Regions from separate parts of the Gossypium hirsutum genome. Here region 1 is linked to region 2. Evidence: chromatin contacts called from public Hi-C data. All regions are on one chromosome and are shown on one strand. Each heading gives the region's core, a stretch centred on a gene start, on an enhancer-like site or on the middle of the called end of the contact. The rest is flanking DNA. Distances are from core to core; before and after follow the strand shown.

Region 1 (5,056 bases), core at 1,020-3,519, 150 kb after region 2:
AGTCTGCTGCTCCATGACTTCATGTATCGCAACACGATCTTGATCATTCATCTTGTCAAACTCATCAATGCATACAACACCTCTATCACCAAGGACCATAGCACCTGCTTCCAGTCTTCTTTCTCCTGAACACAGAGATGTTTAATTTCATCAAAAGCACCAAAATTTGGACTATAAGCAGCAAGGCTATAACAATTGAAATGCTTTACCTGTTTCTTGGTCGGAGGTAACAGCAGCTGTCAAACCAACACCGGAAGAACCTCTACCGGTGGTTGAAATAGCCAATGGTGCAATGTTCATGATTGCTCTTAAAAGTTGGGATTTTGCAACAGATGGATCTCCAACCATCATCATGTTAATGTCCCTGAAAAAGAGCAAGACTTTAGCTTATTTTTAGCGTTTACCTAATCTTAAGACATAGTGGTAAAGCTGCATAAAGCATACAATCAGAAAAATCAAGATGCAGTTGAAAGGAAGGAATAACAATCAGTTGGGCAACTATTTATCAGATATATAACTTCAAAGATACTTAAATAGTAAGAGAACAACTAACCCTCTTAAATGAGTGCCATTCTTCAAATTCTTTTCCACTCCACCAAGCATTAGTAAAACCACAGCTTTCTTTATCCACGAATGCCCATATATTGAAGGTGCAAGGGAGTTACCAAGCAGGTCAAATGTGTCATCTCTCTCTGCTATCTTCTTAATATTTTTCAGGTCCTCTGGGCTGTAGATAGGTGCATTAGCCTCTTTGTTGAGCAGAGAGACATTATTAGCTATAAGAACAGTCCTGCATTGAAAAAATTACTCATTCAGGATTTGCATATTGGAAAAACCGAGTTATAATGATAAAAAATTACTTCCAAATGATGCACTACATATGTGATACCTGAAAACACCGTTCACACTGCCCTTACTTTTTCCTGGAAGAGCTTTATATATCCCTACAATAGCCACACGATCTCCAGGCTTGCATGAATCAACCAGGTCATCCTCAACTATGACATCAACGGTTCGAGGAAGCTGACCAGGAGCAGCATTTTCAGGTACTTCTTGAATCGACAAGGTCTGGTGATCTTTATATTGGCACAAACCATATTCAGTCACCAATAAGTTTCCATTTTCATCCTGAAAGAATATTCCCCATTAGACAATGCTTAATCCAATACCCATACAGATATGAGGAGATCTAGACAATGGAAATTACCCTGGTAGGATACACGGATCCGGTTGGCAAACCATTGTTGGAGGTGATGTCTCGATATTCCCTAACGGTGAAGTTTTCAGTGGCAGGACAAAAGTGAACACTTTTAACAACCTTCGGTCTTACCAGAGAACCTAAATTGAGATAGGATCATGTTAATACAAAGCAAAACAAAGAAAAATCATTAATAAGCATTTAGCGAATTTTCAATACCCAAACTAATCAGTTTTCAAAGCACGTGCCTCCTTTTAACAAAATCCTAGATTCAACTTTTAGCACATTATATGAACAAACAAATAATAGTGTAGTTATGCTTCAACTTGAAAGGAAACAAAAAGAGCGGAGTATTCGAGAATAACGATACATTTGGTAACAATGCCAACGACGCAGACCATGGAGCCAATAAATTCGGAAAGGAGCTCTCTGGGTGTGACGCGACGAGAAACGAAAGGACCTTCAAATCCCACATGAACTATTTCCCCTTCTTTCAAGTACTTTGGGTCAATACTTTTAGCAGCTTCAGTCACCGCATCGAAAAAAGGTTGCATATATTCACTCGGATTCTTCAGAATCCTAAAAACTCAAAACAATGAACAAAAAAACCAAATCAGTTTAAACAAACCAACGCTTAAAATGATGAAGAGAAAAAGAAAAGAAAGTTATGGGAGAAGAGAGCGAACCTAGTAGCCAAGTTGTTAAAAGAGTGTAGATCGGAGATGTTGACGATGAGACGGCGACGCTTGTGATTTATCATTGCCTTGATTTCATCTTGGTAAATCTGATCGAACAAACAAACAAACAAACAAACAAAAATGAAACCGTTATTAAAATTGATAGCGTTTAAAAAAAAAAACAGAAAACGAATAGAAGAGAAGGGAATAGAAGAGAAGGGAATGGGGGAAAGTACATCTTGAGACAGGAATTGGCTGATATCTTTCTTCCTATCAGCATAATCTTGAGCTCCCAACTCCATTTTTTTTTTCCTTCTCACTGTACTACAGTATTGACACCAAAGTGCTAATTCGATGAGCTTCTTTTCCTTTTTCTTCCTCAGCCCTAGACCCTGGTTTTGGCGGGAACAAGTGAGATGATGGCTGTTTTGGCGGGAATTGAGTCAATGTATATATATTATAAATATTGTGCGAAGCGTACAACAACTAAGACTCCATGGCCCAATGGATAAGGCGCTGGTCTACGGAACCAGAGATTCTGGGTTCGATCCCCAGTGGAGTCGGATTTGCTTTGCTTTTTTTATTTTGATTTTTGGTATTGTAATCCAAAATAAATATTGGGCTCCCATAAAACCCATCTGTTATGAAAATCCCGAGCCAGAGGGCCTAATGTTATTTCGCTGATTACTATTTGGATGAGTTGGATTGAATCAAATAAAAATATATAAAATAATTGAGTTAATAAGTCTTATTTTATTATAGGATAAATTTAAATTATTAATTAATTTATTTAGGTCTCAAAATTATTATTTTAGACAAAAATTTAAAATTTTAACTATCTTTATATATTCTCTAGATTTTTTAAATTTTTATATATTTTCTAAAAAAATACAAATTTTAGAATTTTTATAAATATTTAAATTTTATTTTTTATTTTGATTGAGAGAAACTAATTTACTCATTTTGAAAATCGACAGTAACCAAAAAACATTTACACTAATCTGTCATTTGACTCAAACAATTCAAAATATAAAATATTTTTCTTAAAGTGAATTTTGCTCACCCCTAATTATTATTATTATTATTATTATGAACTATCACCTCAAATATGTAGTGATTAATCATATCTAGTTATTTATTGAACTTCACAACCATTCCGACATTAAAAAAAAAGAAAAAAAAGAGAGAGAGAGAGATTAAACTCAACCATAAATTACATTGAATATGTTTCAATTTAATTTAACACCAGTAAAGGTCGATTGTGCATTAAATTATAGTGTTAGTGCTTTTGCAGAGATTTGGGGTTCAAATGCTGTCGAGGGAAAAAAAAAATCGGACGATGGTCTGCGAAGAGATGCAAGAGGGATGTTAAGGAGTCTTTGGTCTAGTAAGGAGGTAAAAGGAGGAAGATCCCTCCCCAAGGTTAAAGGGCTTAACTTAGATCGGTCACTTAAAGCAGCACAGACAGAGAGGTTCTGTTTAGGCGGGAATTACCCAATAGTATATAAATCCAATCAAAGTAGTAATGAAGACCAACCCAGTTCACATGATACGTATTTAAAACAGAACAAAATCTCTCCTTCATTAATTGCCTCATCAAATATAGTCGTGTTGGTGTTGAAAATATACGAGTTCACCAATTCCTAGGCTAAAGCTAGAATTCAACTCAAAATCATTCCAACAATGACAAAATCACAAATTGGCTCTCACGAAAAGTTACACAAGGATTGAAGCAGCCTCCACATCCACAAACAAATGCCTGACTCGCTCTTTTAAGGATCAATATTCTCTATCATCATCTTTCCTAACAAATGCAGAACATGTAGTAACAGACTTTCATGGCTTGAAGGCTGAAAATGCCACAACCGAGTTGTGTCCTCCAAATCCAAATGAATTTGAGATTGCTGAATCCACAAGAACAAGTCGATTAGAATTACAGAACACACAGGTTCTGGATGATCCGGATCTATCAAAATGTAAGTATATAGACAGGGATGGTGTGCTTCCCAAGAAAGGATAAAGAGTCTTACCAACATTAACCTCGTGCTGCTGCTTTTTGTTGGCAACAGTGTCAAACTCAACTGATGGCTCTGGATTCTGCATTCAAAAAATTTAGCACTTCAAGGTATCTAAAGAGATCTAGCATTTAAACATGAAGTAGAGGAAAGAACCAAATATATTTTAAACACTCCCAAAATGTTCTTTTCCAAGTTGTAGTAAAAAAATATTGAGTTACCAAAAAGGGGTACCATAAATAAACATAAAAATTTGAAAAAACAAAACAGAGTTCAGGCGGGGTTTGGTCCCCATTAAATCAAATATTCGAGACTTGGTAGACAATTTGAAGAAAAATAAGTAATGGGGAATTACTGTAAATAAAAGTTTTAAAGAAAAAGGAAAACCAATATATGACCAAGACTCGCACATACTATCTTAAGTTAGTTTTAATAATACTCTTTACAGAACAAACAAGGTGCATTAAACAGGAAACTGGCACATACAAATTGGTTTATGGAGGGATGCAGCCATCCCGTGGTAATGGCTTTCACACTGGCAATGGCTTCTAAACCGCCCGCTGCACCCAGACAGTGCCCTATCATCGACTGAAACAAAAATCAAAGCATTTAACCAACAGCAAAAGCGTAACATCACAGCATGGTAATCTCAAATTTTGCAAGAGAAAGAAAACGTACCTTTGTTGCATTGATTTTGATGCCAGATGTATTCTTGAATACCTTTTTAATAGCATTTATCTCAGCCAGATCACCAGCAAGAGTAGAAGTTGCATGTGCATTTATGTAGTTTACCTGAAATATGGAACTTACTTAGTTCGCTAATTTTTCCACCTTTGGAACCATGCATAAATTTTAGAAAACACGTATATTCTGAAACCTATTATTGATGTGAAGTCAACAACACTGTGTTAACTAGTCACTATAATGATTTATGAACCGCAACCATTAGAATGGTTCTCTACAGTCTCACTTAAAATTGGAACCTGGATCTAATAGATAAAATAGAAGTTATCTCGATACAGATTTTGTGAAGACAAGTCAAAGACAGACATTAAATACACCATAAAACATAGAACTTGTTGGTGGTATCGATTGAACCCCCCCCCAAAAAAAAAACAACTCTAAATGCCTACACAGGAGTCAGCAAACCTAGATAGAAAGAAACA
Region 2 (4,920 bases), core at 1,439-3,938:
TTTGCAGGATGTGAAGGAAGAGATGCTGTGCAATGCTTGAGCGGATGGCTTTGGGTAAACTATTTAGGGTCTCTTGTTGCTTCAATCCTTCTGCTTTGAACCTTAAGCATATGTGTGACATTATTTGATCTTGTATGCGAGGGGACAATTGATTTCGTGTCACAAATTCCGAAGCAGCTCTAACTGTATCCCGCTGTAGCACCCAAAAATGTAAAAGGAATGGTTTCTTATTATTAGCACTTCCAAGGCTAGACATGGCATCCTTGTCAAAAAGAAAACACTGTTGAATCTGAATATAAAGGGATGGAAGCTTGTCATTTAGTGCCTAAGAATCTTGACATCACCTTTAAGCTAGTTTTTAACCTTGAATTTTTTTCATACAAAATTGTCAAATTGTGGGGTATAGAACTATAGATAGTAGATACATTGTCTTACAAATAACCAACATTTTCTGTAGGTATGGTAGTTTTGTTGATTGTGACGCTTAATTTCATTTGGTCCTTGTAGAACTTATTTTATATGTTCAGTTCCCCTGGCAGGTTAATAATGGATTTCTAACAGCCTGAAAGTTGAAAGGGGCAACTTACAAAATTACGGGTCCGGCTTGTCCAGTGAACTACCAGGTTAGTCATGTTCCCGATGAGGTAAGCTGTTAATCCCAAATTAAAGAACATGTAAAAGATATAAAACAGCATCTCTCTTGGATTCTCAGCATGCAAGTCTCCATAACCAGTGGTGGTGAGAGTTGTAATTGACCAGTAAATCGAAGTCACATATCTATCCCAGAGACTGTGCTGTTTGAAATTTGGGTACACTGTACCAATCCAGGTCCTGGAAGGATCAGGATATCTATCTGCAATCAGATAGTTAAAGCATCCAGCACAATGTACCGCAAACATGGTCACCTGAAATCAACCCAAGGAAAATAACCCTTTTTTTCAAATGACTGAAGGCAATATTTGTGATAGAGGGGAGACTAGAGGAAGTTTCAATGGCTTACAGAAATGAGCTTGGTGCACCGAGTCCAGAAGTAGTTGAACCGAATGTCTTTCTCAAGTCTGAAGGAAAGGGAAAGGAAATCAGTGAGTAAATATTTAAGCATTTGAAGAAAGGGAAAGGCATGGGTTGAATGAAACTGGTTATAGACCTTGCAAACAGGGAGCTGACACGTCTCAGACGCCAGAGTCTGAGCATGTTGAGTAGCCTGAGCCCAAGTTCACTGTCATGATCTGTGAACATGAGGCTGAGAGACTGAAATGGGGCAGTGGAACAGACATCGAAAGCAAGCCAGGTAGATATGTACCTAGATGTTGGATGGATCATTTAAAAGCTCATTACTAGTTCAAATAGTTGATGAGCATTTTGTTATTCTTAGTTGATATACACATATAAAAGAAGCCTTTGTATGTGATTGAATGCCGCAAAAATCTTATTTACCTGATGGCAATTTTCTTGGGATCATCAACAAGGAGATAAGATTGGCCATCTAGATATGCAACAAAGAAGGTGAGAATAATGTCAGCAGCAAAGAAGCCATTGACAATGTTATCAAAAATGAAAAGTGCATCATTCTTGTCAGTTAGGAATGCAAACTCGAATGGACAGATCCAGGCAGAGTAAATGACTAGAACAACCAGCCATATCTCCCAAGCCCTGTAATAAGGAATAGGACCATAAGGAGCAGCTTTTAAATATATTCAAAGAAATATTTTGAGAAAGCCATGTGTAAATGGTAATCACCTATAATGAGGGTTGAAAGGGGATATTATGTATGTACGTAGCTTGGTCGCATGGTTAATTCTAGCCCCAAGTGAGGGAATGAGGTCACTTGAGAAGCAACTGCCATGAATATCACTGTCCATACGAAATTCATCCATGCAGAACCGTTGGAAGAAGTTTTTCGTACAAGAAAATGACATGTTTATTTGTTTGAATTTCTCAAAGCTACACCTACAATGAAGTTTCTCTAATAAGCCTCCGGACAGGGTTAACTCTGAAAGGAATGGTTATATATATAGCAAACTTGTGACGGAGGACGTTGGATTGATTTCCCTTTTTATAACCTTGTAGGTTATCTCAATTTGCCCCGGACATGATTAAAGTGGACGTGCGAGCTTAAGCAGCTAATAGGTCACTAAGAAAGGAAGAAAAAGCAGAAAAAAAACAAGGGCAAATATTCCATATTTTTGGTACAAGAATGATGAAGGGTAAACAAGAAAAGCATGACAAGATGAAGGAGAAAGTGAAGGTAAATGGAAAGCAGTGAAAGTGGCAGACATGGGGGTTGCAGCAAAGATATTTTCAGAGGGAAAGGAAACGAGACAAGATAAAGAGAGGCTTGAATTGGATGTTTGAAAGGAATGGTGATTGGGGGGTTGAAATGGTGCGGCTAGTGATTGTGGGATTTCCACCATCAAACCATGTGCAGGCGTGTATGATATATAGGACGGATTTGAGTGAAAAAAATTTGGTGTTTACACTTCAGAATCCAGAGATGGTCCAGACGCAGACAGTCGTAGTAGAATGGGAAGGATGTCCTTATTTATGGATGCCACGTAGTCCAATCAGATCATTTGTTATAGGTATGCCACCTTTTCCTCCAAAGAAAATTCTATTTCAATACCATTCCATCCTCATCTCCTTCCTAGTAATAGCTGAAGTTGTTTGATTTAGCCACGCAATCAGTGAGGACCTTAAGCTTTAAAAATGCATATAATTCAACTGGCTCCTCACCCTCCACCGGTTGTCTCTCAGTCTCAATGCTTTTGAGTTTTGACCCTTCTCTTTCATGTTCAGCGTACGCATTATTATTACGTTGCCTTACCACTTTTTTTTCTTTTTCTTTTTATATTTGGTCTGTGTCTTTGATCATTTTGATTATAATTTGCATCTTTGCTTATTCCCTTCTAAATCTGACATATATATTCATCAGATTAAAAAGAACCTTTTGGCCTACTAAGAGCCATAGTTATATGTATATACCCATGGCTCGCCCTTAAATGATTGCATTCGACGTCACTTCCATTCTTGTTCTTCACGTTAATGCGTATCTAGTGTCAAAATTGTGGGGGGGGGGGGGAGAAAGACCAGCAGAGGACCAGTTATTTAAGACTATCACTGAGTATGCATGGAAAAAGACCCTAAAATTTTTTATAATACTAGTGGAAAACTAAGCATTGTAGAGGGGTCGAATGATTAAACATGGATAGTATAAAGCTGGAAAAAAGTTGACATTTATGTAAGATTGAAGATGTTAAGGAGGCTTGGGACCCAAAGAGGCCCCCCCTCATTGTGTCTGATATGTATAGTAAATGAATTTGGCAGATCCAACCATCCAATTAAAAACGCACTGGCCACTTGCCACTGACTTTTGAGAGGAACCTGAGCCCACCTCAGTTGTGCCCTTCCTCTTCTTTTGGGGTTTCCAGATGTAGGTTAGTGCAGTGATGTTGACCCTCTCTCTTTCTTCAATCTTTCAACATTTGCAGAAATAAGAAATGTGTGAAGCATGAATTGGGCAAATAGTGTTTGATGGGTTTTTGTTAAATCAGTGCCTTCAGATTTTTTTTAAGCCGTTTATTTTAATACCTAAAAGGTGGATTGAAACCTAAAACTTTATTTGTGTTTTTGAGATGTTTATCAGAAATTGACATTTTCTTAGGCACGTGAGAAAAATATTTATTGCTGATGTTAGTTGAGGAAGTAAAGGAGGGAAACTACGAAGGAGAATGCTTGGAGAATGGCATAGGTTCACACCGTGTAAAGTCCATGAGATGCTTTATGCAATGTTGTTAACACATGTACTAGTGTGTATATCTTGTTAACCCATGAGAATGGCTAGGCAATAGGATCTGGCAACCATTGTCTATCACCAAAAAAATCCACACCATCTCCATCACTCTTATGCTATTTAGGCTTCTTCCTTCTAAGTAGTGAAGAAAAACATTTCTCATCATCATTATTCCTTCAATAGTTAAGAGACAACCCCACGGATGCCTCCTATATTGCTTCTTTGCAGCATTGCTCTCTAAGATGGGAACTCTTTAGCACAACTTAGTAGCTGGCAAGACCCACTAAATAGGAAATTCAAACTCTCCAACCTTTAGCCATACGAACACAAGGTTCCGCCTATCTAAACGTTGGTTACTTGAGACAACTTTGCTCAAGAAGGGCTCATTCTGAGCATGCGCTTTAAAATACGCCATACCACGTTGATATGGTTACACTCTAAGAGAAAATAGAAATATTCTTTTAAATGCTTCTAACGATGGCTACTCATCCCACCTTCCACAATTTATATATAAGGCCACCAATGCCCACCATGCATGTCCTGCAAACTTCTCAAGGGAAATGTGATACACATTTAACATGCTAACAAATAATGAGTGTATAGGTAAGTAGAATTTGCGTTTGAATATGATTATTCAAGAATATATCTATTATATGTTTATTATTAAAAGATGTGATTATTTATTTAGATAGTTGTGTTCCTCTAGAGAGACATTAGAACTCTTATAAATAAGAACTAAATTTCATTTGCCCACACCAGAAATCATATAAAAAATATTTTTTTATTCTCTCACCAGCTTTTATATTTATAGAAATAAATATAGTAGAATTTTTATAATATAAATTGCTAATATATCAATATATGTGTAAAATTATACAAATAAGACGAGCAATGTTTGTGATGTCTAGCTTATTTTTTTTCTTGCATTTTATATAATAAAACAAAAATATCTTTAAAATAATAAATATTTTTTGTTAAAATAAGGAGTTTTGAGAATTTAACAATTGAGTTGGACTCGGTTATAAGTGACACCATCTCAATCAAAATTTTTAAATATAGTAAGTATAGATATACAATGTGGTGAAACAATTTGTATAATAAAAAGTGAAATGTATGAAAATGTTAATAAA

What was found. A called contact is a pair of places that touch in the nucleus more often than the background predicts.
Region 1: a Hi-C map of leaf shows a contact between it and region 2, with 2.0 times the contacts expected there. The contact joins the promoter of LOC107942638 here to the promoter of LOC107958415 in region 2. A contact is called at or near these places in 4 of 34 Hi-C or Micro-C datasets (callus, leaf and petal).

The regions. Positions count from the first base shown.
Region 1 is chrA05:14,647,785-14,652,840 of Gossypium_hirsutum_v2.1, forward strand. LOC107942638 (DNA replication licensing factor MCM3) reads right to left here and starts at 2,270. Exons shown (of 16, transcript XM_016876341.2): 1 at 2,112-2,270; 2 at 1,885-1,982; 3 at 1,569-1,777; 4 at 1,208-1,338; 5 at 890-1,128; 6 at 554-790; 7 at 210-364; 8 at 1-125. The coding sequence starts at 2,177. It overlaps LOC107942640 (3-oxoacyl-[acyl-carrier-protein] synthase I, chloroplastic), which reads right to left. Exons shown (of 7, transcript XM_016876344.2): 4 at 4,569-4,682; 5 at 4,377-4,478; 6 at 3,906-3,972; 7 at 3,432-3,779. The coding sequence ends at 3,712. TRNAR-ACG (transfer RNA arginine (anticodon ACG)) reads left to right here and starts at 2,366; the gene lies at 2,366-2,438.
Region 2 is chrA05:14,493,604-14,498,523 of Gossypium_hirsutum_v2.1, forward strand. It overlaps LOC107958415 (potassium channel KAT1), which reads right to left and starts at 2,689. Exons shown (of 10, transcript XM_016894178.2): 1 at 1,741-2,689; 2 at 1,438-1,653; 3 at 1,148-1,303; 4 at 1,001-1,058; 5 at 588-905; 6 at 1-193. The coding sequence starts at 1,919.